Regions from separate parts of the Gossypium hirsutum genome. Here regions 1 and 3 are each linked to region 2. A link is a contact called in public Hi-C data. All regions are on one chromosome and are shown on one strand. The core of a region is the stretch at or near the end of the contact, and the rest is flanking DNA. Distances in the headings are between cores, read along the strand shown.

Region 1 (3,192 bases), core at 470-2,969, 320 kb before region 2:
GTTGTAGTATTGTAGCGGATTCATTGCAGCTTGTTGGTAGCTTACTAGCCTGTGAAGATCGTCAACAACATTTGATGAAACAGAAGACGAGCCCAGTTGAAAGAGAGCGGTGGAATTGGGAAGTAAAGAAGTGCAGCCTTGCTTAGACTGATTTAAGAACAGTCCCTCCTCTTCCATTATTCCAGATGGTAACCCAAGTGTTGTTCTTATAAGGGCCGTTGGACGGTACACATTCTGCTTGGAAAGTCCAAGAGCTGTTGTAACATCAGAAGTACTACTACTGCTCCCATCAGTCTCACTTATCTTTTCAATCTCCATTTGTGGTTGTGATTGTCCTCCTCCAAACCCTTGAAACCTTTCCATGGCTTGTTGAGCTGCATCTTGGGCCTGCGAATATTTCTTTTCTGACTGCAGTACTCCTCTCGATGAGGTCAATGCCCTCGTTGGAAGACAACGGGGGAGTGAGGGGTGATCTTCAACTCCAGCTCTCTTGTACACGCGGCAAAGCGATATTTCAGCCTGAAATAAATTAAGGATTTGATGAAGGACAAAGAGATTTCAAGGTAAGAGAAACAGTTCCGACACTGAGGATTCCTTTTAGTTAGAACTCGTATTCAATACATGTGAGGTCGGTACACGGTATGGGTCATTGAATTTAAATTAGTTCATGCACGTTCCTTACAGTTTTAAGATTAAAAAGAAAAATATTTAATTGAGAAATCAGTTAATTACAACAAGGCCTGATTAAAGTTGTTTACGATGTTAGCATGTTGGCTATTATTCATTTCCTGCTTTTGCATATCCAGCTGCTTACTAAAATTGAAGCATTGGAACTCAAAATTGAAGTTGAAAAGCGTTAACTTTTAGGAGAAGTACAAAGTTGAAAGCTTTTGCTTTCCAAATGAGAAATTAGGGTTAGAGACTGCACCACATGCAAAATGGGAGAAGGAAGGACCCCGGGCCGAAAGGGTTTTTATATAGATATCAATGGTGAAGGACGATGGGTACCTTTTGATAGCGTTCAGTTTCGTGGTGAGGCAAGCGATACTCGTTCATAATCCAACTGCTTCGAATGCCTTTGGGGGCTTTCCCGGAGTAGAAGACTAGGGTTTTCTTGAGGCCAATAGATCGAGAATTCTCTCCCCGAATCATGCGGTCAGCTCCCGTTGCCTTCCAGTAGCCTGAAGTCGTGACACGATTCGGTCGATCTCCGTTTCTGTACTTTCTGTCTCTAGGCACGTAGAAGAACCATTCCTTCTCCCCAATTGCTGCCATGGCTGATGCCCCAGAAAATCAAAATACCCAAAAACAAAACAAGAATCACTGCGATTGATTGTTGTAGCTCGATCGATATATATATAAATGTATGTAGGAAGTATGGTAGTGATTAATACAGAGAAAATATATATTATATATACCAGGAAGTTCCCAAGGGTCATAGCGATATAGATCAAGAAAAGTAATGAGTTCGACATTGAAGCGCTTGCCCTCTACCTTACGGCGAAGGTAGAACTCTACAAGTTCTTCCTCGGTAGGATGGAATCGAAAACCAGGCATCACCGTATCTTGTTCATGGTCATCTTTGCTGGAGCTGCTGCTGTTGCTGTTGTTGAAGTCGAGGTCAACGTTACTGGTATTATCGTTGCTCATGCTTGCTATTGCCATAAACTAATTAACCAACAAAACTATAGGAATAATATTACGACTCATAATAAGCTGTTCTCCTCCTTCCTCGTCGATATCCTCGCCTCAGCCAGGGCAGCCCTCTTTATACCCTGAGAGCTTTGTACGAATGATCGAGCGCAACAGCGAGTGGTAGGCAAAGATAAGATCTAGAGAAAGGGTTAAAGATTGTCCGACTAACCAAATTGTAATTTGTGAAAAAGGTTATGTTTGAGAGAAAAGAAGATGTACACAGGATTGAGGGCCTACATAGGAGGAGGTATTCTTAAAGGTGTTTAAGATGAGAAAATGACATGTCTCTAAGAAGACAGGGTGGCCACAACCATTGGCGGTGCCCTTGGACATTTCTTCCTCTTTCCCTTATTTTCTCTTTAATTCCCCTTCTACTAAAGTAAAATAAATTCAAATTTAAATTGGTTTATGTTTATAGCCCATTTATAAAAATTAAATTGGAGATTCAAAACAATGCTTTGCCACACATACTATATCAGTATAATACGCAATGTACTGGATTTATCAGTTTAACCTTTCAACTATTATTTACGTTTTAAAATATATCATAAGTATGAATTTCACTACACTAAGGGTGAATTTGGATAGGCGGTGCGTTTACCTGCGGTTAGTGTAAAAACAGCTGTGGCTGTGAGATTAGATACTGTAGCGATACTGTAGCGTGAGACAAAAAGTAAACTAAACCCACCGCACCGCACCGCACCAAATCGCGCATCCAAACTCACCCTAATTCATTTTTATATATTTATTTACATGGCTGAGATCCATTATTTTTTTTATCGTCTCATTTTCTTCTTTAATCTTTATTATTTGATTCTAAGATTTATAAAGCATAGCTATATGATATGATTTAATATATATAATAAGCATACTTTCAAATTTAGCATTTATATATTTTATAATTTTAGTTTTTTTAGTTAATTTTAGTTAATTTTAGTCTTTTAACCTTTTTTTTAATAAAAATATTAACTAAAACATTAATTTTTTTTAATGATTTGGCTTGACAACCTGCGTGCTAATCCACGTGTGCTTCATGTTGACATGACACTATTTATCTTATATGTCACACTGTCAAATAATTTTAAAAAATTATAAATTTTTAATGAAAATTGAAATTTTTCAAAAATTAGTATGAAGCACATGTGGATTGCTACGTGGATTGTCATGTTTGAAAATTTAACATTTTAGTCAGTATTTATATTTTTAATAATAGAAATTGAACTGATCTTTTTGAACAATTGGTGATCAAATATGACTTTTGTTCTAAAGGTTAGAGCCAAATTTAACTAAAAAAAATAAATATCAAATTGATAAAAGATATAATTGTTGAGTACTAAATATGATATTAATTTATATCATATTACAAGCTGCATGCTCTTTAGGGATTTTTTTATGTGAAGGCTTTAATTTTTCGACAACTGGTGTGCTTGATGATTGACATATTAGCACCCTAATATTATGATTTTTTTATGACTAAGGTATCCTTGTATCTGTTAT
Region 2 (3,039 bases), core at 174-2,673:
CATCTCCATATGAGAAGATAACTGGATTCAGGGGATCGATAAAATCGACGCACAAAATGGAACAAACAGAGGTGAATTACAGTTAGTTTCGGATCTTATTGATTTATCAAGTAGGAAATGGAGAACGAACTTGATTAATAGTACCTTTCAAGAGGAAATTGCTAGGAAAATTCTACAGATCCCCCTAGCAGAGATTGAGCATGAGGATATTCAGGTGTGGAAAGGAGAACTATCTGGTGAGTTTTCGGTCCGCAATGCCTATAAACTATTAGAAGATGTTAATCGGGTACCTAATGACTATTTAATACAGACCGAATTAAAAGAACTTTACAAGAAACTTTGGAGCCTACAGTTGCCCTCAAAAATTGCATTTACAGTCTGGCAGATATCCTGGGACTTTATACCAAATTTTGCTAATCTTAGGTATAGGAGGGTCATTTCCAATGATAGATGTGCCCGATGCTATTTGGCGATTGAAGAAAGTGCCCACGTCTTCCGTGAATGCCTTATGACAACTGAAGTTTGGCAACAGTTAAATCTCTCATGGGCTATGAATAACATGAGTCAAAATATATGGGAGTGGCTAACCTGGGTTTTCAAGAGAAGCAACAATGGCCAATGTCTACTCTTCTGTTACGCTCTATGGCTGTTATGGTTCTCCAGAAATCAACTGGTACACGAGAGGAAAAACACTACAGGAAGGGATTTAGCACAAAATATTCAAAGACATATGGCAGAATATGAAGGTTTAAAAAGCTTAAAAAAGAATGAAAGCATAAGCAGAAGTAATAAAACACAGGAGATCATATCGAGAACGAGAATCTATTTTGATGCAGCGTTTGACAACAGAACCTTCAGATCAGCGTCAGGTTTAGTAGGGTGGGATCTGAAGGGAAACTTAATGGTGTTAAAGACGGTTATACATGGAAATGTCCCATCACCTTTCGCAGCAGAGGCATATGCATGCTTAGAAGGTACAAAATTAGGGAGTTCACTTAGAATCCAATCAGTCAAACTTATGGGGGATTCAAAAACAGTAATAAAAAAATGTCAAGCAACTTCAACAGACAAGTCAATAATCGGAGCCATTATCAGAGATATTCAGAAAAAGAAAGCTGATTTTCAAGAACTTATTTTTTAATATATTCACAGATCTTAGAACTCATATGCTCATAGAGTTAGCAAAGAATGCGCTCGAGAAAGAAGAAGATACTTATCTGAGAGGAGAAGAACTGGAAGGCCATGCTTTTGTCTCGGTAGGAACTTGGCTTAGGGAGCCAGATTAAAGGAGAGATGTGCAGAAAAGCAATTAAAGCAGATATCAAAAGAAAGTATAAAGATCTCGGGGAAAGTTATCGACAGAACGTTCTGGAGCATTGGAAATGACTAGTCAACAAACTTTATGGCATCCAGCCTTTTTTTGATTTGACTGGGGTTGATTTTATATTATTTTCTTTTTAATTTTGTGTTTGCTGTTTTCAATTCTGGTTAGTAAGTACCTGGAAAGTTTTTTAGGAAGTTTCTTTATTTCTGTTTTATTTAGGCCGATCTTTGCGAATTCATTTTGGTTTGGGCCTTTGATTGGGTCCGGTTGTTTGTTTTGTTTTATTCTATCTTCAATAAAATCTCAGTCTTTTATTTCAAAAAAATTAATAATTAATTGAAATTTAATATAAAATAATATGGTAATATTTTGAGTGAATTAAATTTTATACTTTAAAATATTGAATAAATTAAAATACTATAAAAATATGAAAAATATAAATAATTGAATGTTGTTTTGTTAAGATTTAATTCGTATAAATATATAGTGATTATATATATTAATCAATATAAAATTTATTTTAATAATTTAATATAAATATAACTCTAATATTTTTTAAGATTCATTTAACATTGACATTAACATTATTTTATTTTATATTTTATTATTTAATATAAGTATGGTTGATACGAGTCACAAAAGCCTAAATTCTTGAAGGCGATGCCCAATAAGTAAATTCCCAGCCCAATCAAGAAATCCATCCATACTCAGTTGAAAATCAGGCCAAATTGTCAAAGTGGCCCAAGTTGTAAAGTTTTATTTTTATTTATTTATTTATTTATTTTACTTAGTTTAAATTTTTATATTCAGTCCAAGAGTCCCAAATAAAAGACCCTTGGCCGAATTTCCATATTAAAATAATTAGGAGTTTTTTTTAGTTTTAGTTTTAGTGTTCTAATTAAATTAGGAAAACATTTGAAAGGCCTATTTATATGGCTTGGCCAGCCACCCTACATTACATTACAATTACATTGAAAATTTCAGATTTGATTTGAGTGAAAATTCTCTTTGAGTTCTTCAAGGATTTTCTCTTGAGTTTTCTTTAGAAGTTGTTTTAACAATCTTGTGATTGTGGGAGCCATCTTCAACCTTCTTCTTACCATTGATATTCTTTGGAGGGGAGATTAGAGCCGTTTGAAGGGAGTTGTGAGATCTTTCGAGATTTCAAGGCTTCTTAGGACTTATCTTTTAATTTCTTACTGTCAATTCTTTCTTTATTTCTACTTGTGCTGAATCATTATCTAATCTATTTTCTGTTCTTATTGTGTTTTCAGCCTTTTTCTATCTTAAGGAATCAGCCCAAAAATCCCCAATTTCTAAGGTTTTTCCATACTCTTTTTGGGTGAAATTAGATTGTCGAAATTTAGGGAAAACTATCTTGGTGTTCAATTGGGCAGAATCACAATCTCCTTGAGGGTTTCAAGAACCCTAACACTTATTTCTATTCTCAATTTGATTCTTTGCTGATTTGGAGATTTTATTTCAGATCTGAAAATTCAAAAATCCAATCTTTTAATTTTCTGTTTCGTTTCAGATCTAATTGTTTAGGGTTTTCGTAGGAGTTTCTCGTGACTTGGCAACTCGATCTTGGTCCGCGCGCAACCCCGTATCAATGGTTTTAATATTTTTTTATATACACTTATTTCAATCTAATATCTTTAAAAATTATTTTTTATTTTTCCCTCACTGCATCACTATGTTTATATCTAAACACA
Region 3 (3,118 bases), core at 53-2,552, 290 kb before region 2:
ATCTTTGTATAATTTAGATGTTTAAATTTTGGTTAAAATTGAACTAATCAATTAAACTGATCTAATTCGGTTACTCAGTTAGTTAATTGATCTAATTTGGTCGGAGATCTGTTAATAATTTTGTTGGAAGTTTAGTTATCGATTATTTCGGTTCGAAATCGGGTAATTAACCGAACTTAACAATTAATAATACAAATTATATGTAGTTTTAATTAAGTTAATTCGATTAATTCGGTCAAATGAACATTATCAATTTATTTTTTGATATGTTTTATACTTGTTTTAACCAAAAATATCAAAACATATAAATTTCGGTTAACCGAAATTAAATTCGATTAACGATTAAAGAATTAAAAATTTTAGTTAACTTAATTAATAATAATTCAATTTAATTAACTGTTTGAACACCCTAATAATTATAGAATACAAACGCAATATATGGATGGTTGTCTTTATTACACTATTTAAATCTCTTATCTTTACTATGAAGTTTTCTACTAAGTTATTTTTACCAAGTTAGAATGAAATAAATTAAAAAATAATTATTATCTTTTTTTAAAAATAAATAATTACTATAAGAATATTTATGCATGTAAAATCTTCAAAATAATATATTTCAAAATATAATATCAATGTTTAAACCAAAAATGTGATATATATTACCTTTTATAATTTATTTTCTTCCACAAACATTATGGGTGTAACATAATTTTAATATATTGTATGCATATATATACATATATAAAATTGGTGTCATGAGTTAATTAAACACTAATTTAATTGAGAAACAATTAAAGTCTATTTTTTTATAAAGTAAAAAATATTAATCCAAATGCATTTTTTTATATTTTATAAATATTATTATAGTTAAATTTAAACTTAAAATAACATGATGTTTAAAACTTTAACTTAACTATCATTTGATTATATATATTACATCTCCCATCACAGATGTGCAATAATCTAGTACAAATAATTAAAATTTCAAAAGAAAAAACCCTTGTATATATAACTAATTAGCATACTTGAACTACGAAATCAATGTAACATGCATTTAATTAAATTATTAGTTATAAATGAATTTCACTAATTAAATAAATAACCTTTCGTTATAAAATAAAAAGAAAATCAAAAGTACGTAGAATATTGTAAGTTTAGAAAAAATAATTGGTAGGGAGGTGGCAATATGGGGGCTTGAATTGAAAGAAATAGAGATAGAAAGAGAAAGGAATTAATAAATAAGAATAGGTGGGGGATATGCAAATTGAGGTTTTGTGGGGTGCTCGGTCAAGAGAAACCCGTGACCACTGCTGTTGCTGATAACTACCGCCCCCACTTCTTCTCTCTCTCTCTCTCTCATTCTTCCTTATATTTCTACTTTTTTTTTCGTTAAACAATTTTTTTCATGTAATTAATATATTGTATAAAAATAATTAATATATAATATTTAAAATAAATAAATTTAAAATTTTAATTTAACTACTACTTAAAATTAAAAAAGTTATCGATTAAATCTTAACTTGATTGACGTAAACATTTTGTTAATATAAAAAGACATGAGTTCAAGTATGATGAAAATTATTATTCTTTTATTTATAAGTTAGGAAGAAACTATGAGATCACTTTAAACTTTTTAATATAAAAATATATATATGATAATTTATAATAAAAACAATAATTTCAATTTTTTTTAAACGGAACGGCACCTCCCTAAGGGAGGGGTAATGATAATATCATATGAAAATTTTCACTGAAATTTTTTTTATAGATATAGGTTTCCCGATTTTAACTTTTATGTAATTTTAAAATTTAGGTGTTTGATTTCGATGTGATTATTAATGTTAAATTAGTTTTTTTCCCATCTATTATTATGATATTTTTTAATATTGTTATTTTTTATATTATAAAATTGTGACACATTATAATTAAGATATCATTATTTGAAAATTGTAAAAAAGAATATAATTTTTTTTAAATAATTCAAACTTTCTTTAAAAAATTGTAAAAACTTAAAAAAATATATTCCAAAATATTCTAAAATTCAAAATACATAATTATGTATATTTTTAATTTAAAATTTCTTAAAATTCACAATAAAAACTCCCTCAACCAATGACAAACACCCAGAACACGTATCGAAAAATGAATTCAATTTTCAAGCTGGTGAAAACCTAGAAAGTAACTCAGCCGGAGAACTAACTATTGCGAGTTTTGTAAGCTCAAGATTTCTCTCCCTCGACTTTATAAATTCTAGGTTTTCTTGATTTTGATTTTGTTTTTCATTGAAATTTCTAGTCTAAATGATCGCGTCCAATGGCTCCTATTTATTTCAAATAATTTAATATATCCATATATAATATTTATAATATAGATTTTATGGTGAATGACCAAATTGCCACATTGTGGTAAATTTGCACTTTACTCTCTTTTTTCTCATCATTTTACTATATTCTATTTAAAATACTTTATACTTCATTCATAACCGTGAATATTCCATGCATAAATTCACAATTGGGACTTTTCTCAATAAAATGAGAAATTTACGATTAAATCCTCAAACTCTCATTTTCATTCAATGTAGTCTTAAAATTCTTTTTTCTTTATAGTAACTCACTATTATGATCGTATGAAACTTCATTAATACTTTCTAACTAATTTCTTCATATTGGGAAATTTACACTTTAGGTCCTCATAGTTTACAAATTTACAATTAGTTCCCAAAGTGACTTCATTCGTATTAGTTCATTCCCTGTGTGTTCCTCATGTCTAACAATCATCATCAATTTGATTAAATTAAATTATAATCCTTTAAAATTTCCCAATTTACAATTTGGTCCCTTTATGTCGAAATCTCTTGGTCTCAATCAGTCTCTCAAAATTTGCTTTTCTACAACTCAAAACAATTATTTACAACTTCATTTATAGAACTTGTTTTCGAATTTCCTTCAGAATTCCACATATTGAGTTGTGAAGGGCAATCGAGCTCATTGGCTTTAAGGGTTCAACAAATGCATTACCTCTGTTCGATGTTCACTGCGAAGTAATGGGCTGATTTTGAAGGTTTGAAATTGGTATGGCAGCAAGATTTAAGTTTGTAAGTGTGGAGACTAATAATTGG

What was found. A called contact is a pair of places that touch in the nucleus more often than the background predicts.
Region 1: a Hi-C map of leaf shows a contact between it and region 2, with 4 times the contacts expected there. The contact joins the promoter of LOC107902049 here to the enhancer-like site in region 2. A contact is called at or near these places in 18 of 34 Hi-C or Micro-C datasets (anther, callus, fibers and 4 more).
Region 3: a Hi-C map of leaf shows a contact between it and region 2, with 2.6 times the contacts expected there. The contact joins two enhancer-like sites. A contact is called at or near these places in 3 of 34 Hi-C or Micro-C datasets (all in leaf).

The regions. Positions count from the first base shown.
Region 1 is chrD06:38,539,758-38,542,949 of Gossypium_hirsutum_v2.1, reverse strand. LOC107902049 (NAC domain-containing protein 2-like) reads right to left here and starts at 1,719. Exons shown (of 3, transcript NM_001326918.1): 1 at 1,419-1,719; 2 at 1,009-1,277; 3 at 1-519. The coding sequence starts at 1,665.
Region 2 is chrD06:38,223,470-38,226,508 of Gossypium_hirsutum_v2.1, reverse strand. No RefSeq gene overlaps it. Among protein-coding and RNA genes, the nearest start is that of LOC107902048, 9.1 kb to the right of the region's middle. Within about 2 kb of position 1,423, at least 7 of the 9 cell types and tissues checked have an H3K27ac peak or open chromatin away from gene starts, as enhancers often do. A contact at or near this core is called in fibers, hypocotyl and leaf, where this site is marked.
Region 3 is chrD06:38,512,320-38,515,437 of Gossypium_hirsutum_v2.1, reverse strand. No RefSeq gene overlaps it. Among protein-coding and RNA genes, the nearest start is that of LOC107902049, 27 kb to the left of the region's middle. Within about 2 kb of position 1,302, at least 1 of the 9 cell types and tissues checked has an H3K27ac peak or open chromatin away from gene starts, as enhancers often do. A contact at or near this core is called in leaf, where this site is marked.